Regions from separate parts of the Sus scrofa genome. Here region 2 is linked to region 1. The links are chromatin contacts, called in public HiChIP or PLAC-seq maps. All regions are on one chromosome and are shown on one strand. Each heading gives the region's core, a stretch centred on a gene start, on an enhancer-like site or on the middle of the called end of the contact. The rest is flanking DNA. Distances are from core to core; before and after follow the strand shown. Region 1 overlaps PDE5A (cGMP-specific 3',5'-cyclic phosphodiesterase). Region 2 overlaps SEC24D (protein transport protein Sec24D).

Region 1 (3,856 bases), core at 787-3,286:
GCAGAGTAGGCAGAACTAAGGACTTCAGTGATCTGGCCCCTTTACAGCTCCTCAGCGTTACTTCTTCCAGAGGTATTTGTTCTCCACCCCCATCCTAGTACTATGGGCTAGGTATCAGGCGGTGAGCAGGATAATGATAATATTCTAAGCATTTTACGTTCAATTCTCAAAACAACCTTATGAAATGGATATTCTAGCTACATTTTTCAAGTTCAGAACCTTAAGCATGGAGGAGCTCCTCCTTACCTGTGGTGGCCCAGCTAGTTAAGGACAGAAGCCCAGCTCCCAATGCAGGCAGACTATGCTGTTCTCAGATTTGACACCATCTCTAGTCTAGGACCAACAGAATGTACTTCACCAAAGTCTGAACACAAGAATTACATAGGGTGCCTATTAAAAGTACTCAGTGATTCTGATTCAGTAGGTCTGGCAATGGGTGGAAAAACGGGTTTTATTTTTAGAAGCAAGATGTTTTTTAATTAACATTCTTGGTTTTGATTTGTTGTAACAAATGTAAAGACCTGCAATTTCTTCAAATACACCTTACTCTTTTTCATCAGTGTTCCTTTTACCTCCTGTTTCTCCTGCTCTCTTTAACTGAAGGACTTCTTTAAGGCACCATTCCCATCCAAAGAAGGGTTATTAAATGCCCTTCTGAGCTAGCCCCACGTTAGGAATACCTGTTTAATCTCATGAAGTTCACTATCATGTAATTTAATCTGTCTCCTAACTACACTACGATTGACAAGTGGGGCTGTATCTTACAGATCTTTGTATCCATTGTGTCTACTGATGGATAACAGTTTTGATATTTATTAATATGTTTATTAAATGATTGGAGGGGAAAATCTCACTCCCTTCAGTTGAGTCATAAGTTCTAGTTCTAAGATCCCAAAACCTCCTAGGAGGGTGTTGCCCATTAACCTGAGTTGGAAAACTTGCAGACCTGGCAAGTGCACTCCAATTTGTTTGTTTGAGACTGAATTTTTAAAACAATCACCAAGTTTGTTATAGTACCTAAAAATTGGGAGAGTTTAACAACAAAAAAGGATTTCTGATGTCTTCTGAAAAACCAGGCCACACTGAGCCGCAAGTCCCTTGAAGCAACACCTGTCATGGTGGAGGTGCCCTGGTTCCCTCAGATTGAGCAGAACTGTCAGGCTTCTCTCCTCAATTTCCTGCCTGGCCCCCGCCAGCATCAGAACTTACAAAAAGCTCCACTCCTCCACCCCTTGACTATTTTACTCTGCCAGCACTTTAACTGCCTTAGTCAGATTTGGCTGAGGTTCACCTGATGAAAAGAGGCTTTAACTTGTGTGGGGCAGAGGGAAGAAAAATGAGGAAATCTGAACCAGGTTTCTTCTCTGTAACGATTTTTCCTTGATTCCCTCCAAATTTTCTTCTGAGCATCTGGTATATCACTTCTCTGCTTTCCCTCCATCTTCTGTCAAGTAAAAAGGTCACAAATAATAAAACTTTATGGAGCAATTTAGAGCTTTTCCCCCTACCAACCTGAGGGCATTTGCACCTTCTCTGCTCCTTTTGACTGTCACATATTACTTACATACACCAGATGTGTTTAAACGGTAAAAGAATGTCACCCTCTTCACACTCCAAACTAAAACTCTTTCCCCCAAGCCCAAATTCACAGGAAAATCTGCATTCTGTTTAGTCAATCCCACAGGCAATGCGTGGGCTGAACTAGGGGAAGTGAGGAGGACTGAAGACATTTAGCTAAAGGGTTGCATTGTTGACGCCAGCCTCAAACATCAAAGGGGGAGCAGACAACTCAAGTGGAACTGGAAGTGTGGAGGTGGGAGCAAGCCCACCTTTTAACTCAAAGCACATAACAGCTGCTTCCCTTAAACATATTGCACAAGAGAACAGATGTTTGTTCCTAGTGCATCATTACAATTACAGCAGGAAGTTTTCTTTCTTTCCTTTCACAAGGGACATTCTAAATACCACAGGATAAAGAGAGCCAACACGGCTTGAGCCTCCCTCCATTAAATACTCTGATTCCCAACTGCTCTCTACTGGGAGAAAAGGATCTTTTCTTCCCCTTGTGCAGCCATGCCACACCATGACTCAACCTTTTTGAGCTGACCTAGTGGGGGCCTGGAGAACCTTGTGGCCAATGATACAGAGGTTCACAATCCTTGGGACTGATAGCTAATAAGCCATGAGAAAGTTACACATCATTTAAAACTCCCGAAAACGGCTTCTCTGGCCATCACAAGAGAATTCCACTTTCTGTTTGCCCTGAAAGGACTTAGGATAAAGGGGATGTTAAAAAAAAATACCGTCTGTCATTCTACCATTTTATAAAACAAAATATTCTACATTTTCCTACTAGCAGGGAAAAAGTACGTGGTATTTCTGGGAAAGATTATGTATATTCAATTCTGGATTTTCACAGCCTCTCCTTTCATTGACAGTATGATTTGTTAGAATTTGCAAAGTGAGATTTCTGACTTTGTTTTTCTTCATGGTGGTAATATAACTTAAGCATGGTGATATTGAAGACTAACAGAAATAATGTATTTTATAGATTCTATAAAGCAATAAGATGCTGTAAAAGTGTATATGTGTTACAGTTAATCTAAGTCAAAACTTCTGGAGCTGCTGTAATACCACCTAACACTGCCCGATACTGCCTATTACTCCACGTGAGAGCACAATGCCTGCAAATTCTCAGGAAACACTGTTTAGCTATTTTAGTGTTTAATTTGAATACAGTTAAGCCCTTCTAGGGCTGTAAGTTCTTATCTATGTCGAAATAACCAAATATAGAATGCAAAAAATACACAAAGCTCACCAGATTAAAGCATTCAATCTGGCAAACAGTTTGGTAGGATAATGTTATTTTTCCAAGTTTTTTAATTACATCTGCCACTCTAATAAAGAAAGTAGTTCCCTCTTGTGACTCTTTAGAGAATTCTTCATTTAAATCCCTTTTTAATGATTCTTTCTTTTTTTTTTCTTTTTTTTGGTCTTTTGTCTTTTGAGGGCTGCACCTGTGGCAAATGGAGGTTCCCAGGCTAGGGGTCTAATCGGAGCTGTAGCTGCTGGCCTATGCCACATCCACAGTAACTCAGGATCTGAGCCGCATCTGCAGCCTACACCACAGCTCACAGCAACTCTGGATCCTTAACCCACTGAGCAAGGCCAGGGATCGAACCCACGTCCTCATGAACTAGTCGGGTTCATTAACTGCTGAGCCACGATGGGAACTCCCATATGATTCTTTAATACCTTGGTCCCTTTTCATCATTGCAAAAAATTTAAAAACAAAGCAAAACTACCAACCAACTTTGAAAGTGAAATTCCCCAGGAGTGGAACTGGAAATACCTTTGGGAATAGGATTAGACAGGCTTAAAGCAAGGAGTATTCAGTTATAAAAATATTTTAATTGTTCAGTGATTTTTAATCCAAACCAGTTGTTTCAAATACCATCTGTTTGATAAGGAGCTAAATAACCAACTGATCACCAGGCAGCAAAATCCTAGCCCAGCTATATCATTTGCATTGTGGTATTAGATAATGGTTAGAAAAAGAGACACTCGAAAGCACCTGGTAAAAACGAATGTTCAGTATTAGAGGTTCTACTTCTGAAGTTACACTGACTTTGTCGCCCTGAACAAGATGTTCAACCTCTCTATTTTCTTGTGTCCATAGGACTCCAGGATCTCCGTCTTCTCACTTTGGAACCCACTGCCCCCGTGAGTGGCATCTAAAGCTTGCCAGCGACCTTCCTGTACAGGTCCATGCTCCATCTCTGACTCGGCTTGTTAAATAAATGGATGGGGCGCCTTGGCTGTTGTGGTTATGCTGTGTTTTTCATGTCTGGTTCCT
Region 2 (4,099 bases), core at 872-3,371, 380 kb before region 1:
GGGACAAATATGGGAACAGAAAATTGGGGGTAGTCTGGGCAAACAGTTCCTTTCAGAAAGAGCCAAACTTTAAGAGTGGGAATGGACAAGTACTTGGGTGACAGACAGAGATGAAGGATCCAAGACAGACATTCTGAGAAACCTAGGGATTCAGAAAACACCTGGGATATCGACTAACAGGTGGTAGGAGAATCCAGGCATTCAGGTGAAATCCAAAAGCGAGATTTCCATCCTGGGAAGAGGAGGAGGAAGTCACAAAGAGTTAAGGCAAGAGGAAATATAGTTACAGGATTGGTTCTCTAGAACAAAGCAAAAGCTTGTCAAAACTCCAATTATCTGGTTACATCTGACATAAAATATGACATTTTCCCTAGCATGATAAAAAGGAAAGTAAAACACAAAAGAATTGAGTCAGACTCATTTTTCTTTTTACAAAAAAAGCACTACAAACCATTTGCAGGAAATTGGGGCTGCACATTATCCTTGTCACCAGTTGGCTTGTGAATAATCAGGATAATTTTCATTACCTTGCTCTGTTTATGGACTGTATATCTGTATTCCAATGAGTTTTCCACTTCTAATGACTTGTTGAAATGGAAAAATACTCAACCTCTTCTGCAAAGTAATGATTATCAGAATCCAACCACATCTCCCTGCTTCTAGATTTTTTTTTCTTTCAATTTTAAAGAATATTCTTTTACTTTGAAAAATGATGCCAGGGCTTTATGGCTAATCATAGGTACAAATATACCACACTAATTACTCCTGACATTATACACAGATACACACACAAACACACCCACAGCACATCTGTTGAAAAGTGGCTATACTCTTTTTATGGGTAGGACTCTAATCTTTTCCATTTTATCCAACTAAATGTTTTACTCTGTGCAGAGGCCTTGAATTCAATTCCAGTTTTCAGTTACATCCCCTGACACACACATTCACATAGCATTTCAGGTGCCATCACTCTGGCTCAAACCTTTATCATTTTACACCTGGACTAACCTGATAGTCTTCCAGAGGCAATTTTGGGTTAGTCGCTTTCCCTTCTAAATCATTTATACATTGCCTCCCTGCTCGCAGCCATACACCCCCTCTCTTCCCTGCAGCTCAAATAAAAATATATCCGAAGTGTAACTCCAACTTCCTGTCCAGACTTGCCTTCTACTCCTTCCCATACCTCCCTCTCCCATTGATCTAGTGGTTTTCAAATTTCAATTTATAAAACAGAGCAAAGTGGGCTTGCTTTGCTTACAGAGGGAGGGAAGAAAAGACTCTGTCCTGGTGGTAGCCGGTGAGGCACACCTCCACACATCAGTCTATCAACCACTAATCTGAGCCAAACGCCACAGTTTGCAGAAGAGGAAACTGAGCCCAGAAAGGTCAAGTGACTCTCTCATTGTCACATACCCAGTGTGTGGCAGAGCTGATTCTAGATCCCAGGTTACTAAGCACAGTGTTCTTTCCCAGGCTTTCCTATAGCACCAGATGCCTGCTAAACCACAGCTCATTTCTATTCATTGGACCCGCCCAATTCATCTCTGTGCCCAACCCAAGAGCAGTGTACGAGAACTAGGGTTTTCCTATCGCAAAATCTTTCATTATTGAAGGATTTCCACAATTACCCAAAATCACCCAAAATACCAGGAACAAGGTCATAAGCCACAAGGGGACAGCACCACATGCATTTTTAGCTGGTCCGCCTGTTCCAGGAAAAGCTATCTAGTTGAGTAATCAACAGCCCCATAACCGACCTGCTTCATAAGCCCAGCCCATCCTGAGTCTGCTCATCCCTTTGAGGGTGTTCTCCTCCTTTCTCCATCAGCAGTCTGGGAAACCTACCTTAGAGGGTCTTGATGGTGGCCAATTAGAGCAGAGTCCCCACAGAGCTGCCATTAGAGACCTCCACATCGGTTCCCTCCCCCACAAGCCCTCCCTGTGATTAGTGTAATCACCATAATTGCTGGCCTCCTTTTTTGAGAGTCTCGGCCACATGGGAAGAGTGGAATGTCTTCCCTGAACACATTCTTTCCAAACAACAGTGTGTCCTTAGTTGTGGAACATGATGTCATGGGTTCTGATGAGGGGGTTGCCCTAGAGAAGCTGATTGACCCCAAAGGCCTAAGGGAGTCAGTTCAACTCATATCCTACAGCTGTGTCCCTGTGACAACACGCACGCAGTTACTCTATAATTAACAAAAACAAGCTTGTGGCTGTTGCTATTGTATTTTTACTCTATACCTTTTGAGGGAATATTGAGAAATAAAATCTTCCTTTTCCCTCATGATTCTCACATTTGGCACATACTAATTTTTTTTTCCCAGTCAGGAATTAATGCTTGAGTCAGACAGGAGGACTGACTGGAAACCCAGTTTCCATCTCCCCAACTCCCCCAAAATAGTTGGTTATTCTCAAGCTAGACCACTTGAGGGCAGCAAAGCCTTAGGAATGTAGGTTTTGACTGCCTACCAGGCAGCCTAAGCAGGAAATGAGGCAGTGTGGGTTTCACTTACACACTATTGCTACTGGAATTCAGGAAATAAACCACGAACAATGAGAAAACATTCCCTGGCAGTTATCTCACATTTAAGAATGAAGGAGTAAATGTCTAATTTTAAAGGTACCAACATTGTTTTCTTATGTAACATAATTGCTTGGGGCAGGCACAATATGAGAAGATTTAAAACTGGAATGCTATCAAAAAAAGTGGGGTGTGGAACAGTATAAAAACAAAAAAAAAGCTAAACTAAATATATCTCACTATTAACCTGGGAACAAAATCAGAATATGTTTACAGGTGCTTATGCTCCTTTTGGGGGACACATAGTTCTTCACAACTAACAGGTCACTCTTATAACCACTTTTAACCTGAGCAAATGTGCTGCCTTTCTGCCTTTCTTCCGTGTTTTGGCAGTAAATCCAGGATTGGCAAGTGGAGATGAAAGGAGGACACGCAGGAGGAAAGGGAGGGGAAGGAGGAAAGCATTGCACTCTGTCCTTCAAGTACTGCTCTCTGGGGCGATGTCTACAGTGACCCAAATCACAGGGAGGTGCACTGCACTGACTCTTCTCATCTCCCACCCCTTCCCAAAAAGTCATTTGTACATACCTTTTGGTAGTTTTCACAGGATGCTAATAAGCAAATTGCAATTGATTAGCCTACTGTAGTAGCGATGTTTAAGTTCTCTTTCCAAACATCATTGCACAAGCTATCTAAATAACGCAGACCAATTGACTGTCTCCCAGAAACCTGTCTGGAAATTCTGTATTCTTTTTTTTTTTTTTTTTTTTTTTTTTTTAGGGCCACACCCACGGCATATGGAAGTTCCCAGGCTAGGGGGCTAATTGGAGCTGTAGCTGCTGGCCTACACCACAACCACAGCAATTCCAGATCTGAGCTGCATCTGTGGCCTACACCACAGTTCATGGCAACACTGGATTCTTAACCCACTGAGTGAGGCCAGGATCCCCATGGATACTAGTTGGATTCGTTTCTGTTGAGCCACGACGGGAACTCCCTATATTCTTTTCTTTGCCTTTCTTTACTGATTACAGAAAGAACATGACGGTTCTTAAATACCATAATAGATTATTCAAAGAGGCCAAACTCTACTTTCAGCACAATTCTTTTGAGATTGTGATGGTGGAGGAGCAAACCTCCAAAAAACAAATTCATTCTCCATCAAGCATGGAGGTAACTTCAGCTACTTTGCTGAAAGTGCAAAGGTGATTAGGCATGAATTCCTTGGTTTTACTCCCTTCATTTCAATTTTTCCCCTTCAATCTCTTCCAGCATCTTTTTCCATCAAATATCTTCCTAATGCCACCTTTTTTTTTTTTTTCTTTTTTGGCCGCACCCACAGAATGTGGAAGTTCCCCAACCATTGCCTGAACCTGCACCATTGCAGTGACCCAAGATGCTGCAGTGACAGGGATGGATCCTAAGTCACTGAGCCACAAGAGAACTTGTCCACCTTATTCTCTTCCAACTTTTCTCCTACACTTGCAAAAAAAAAAAAAAAAAAAAAAAAAAAAAAAAAAAATCCTTTCTCTGCCTTATTCCCCTTCCTTTCCTCTCCCTTAATTCAGAACAGCT

The links. HiChIP or PLAC-seq counts read pairs in DNA pulled down with a chosen protein or histone mark.
Region 2: an H3K27ac HiChIP or PLAC-seq map of skeletal muscle shows a contact between it and region 1, with 7 times the contacts expected there. The contact joins two enhancer-like sites. A contact is called at or near these places in 1 of 47 Hi-C or Micro-C datasets (embryonic fibroblasts) and 1 of 2 datasets of contacts at active chromatin or transcription factors (skeletal muscle).

What each region holds. Positions count from the first base shown.
Region 1 is chr8:104,374,736-104,378,591 of Sscrofa11.1, reverse strand. PDE5A (cGMP-specific 3',5'-cyclic phosphodiesterase) reads right to left here. Exons shown (of 22, transcript XM_021101648.1): 12 at 1,292-1,444. Among named protein-coding and RNA genes, the nearest start is that of FABP2, 88 kb to the left of the region's middle. Within about 2 kb of position 2,036, at least 14 of the 83 cell types and tissues checked have an H3K27ac peak or open chromatin away from gene starts, as enhancers often do. A contact at or near this core is called in embryonic fibroblasts and skeletal muscle, where this site is marked.
Region 2 is chr8:104,758,728-104,762,826 of Sscrofa11.1, reverse strand. The region is part of intron 2 of SEC24D (protein transport protein Sec24D); the gene reads right to left. All of the region lies in intron 1 of SYNPO2 (synaptopodin-2), which reads left to right. Among named protein-coding and RNA genes, the nearest start is that of SYNPO2, 83 kb to the left of the region's middle. Within about 2 kb of position 2,121, at least 31 of the 83 cell types and tissues checked have an H3K27ac peak or open chromatin away from gene starts, as enhancers often do. A contact at or near this core is called in embryonic fibroblasts and skeletal muscle, where this site is marked.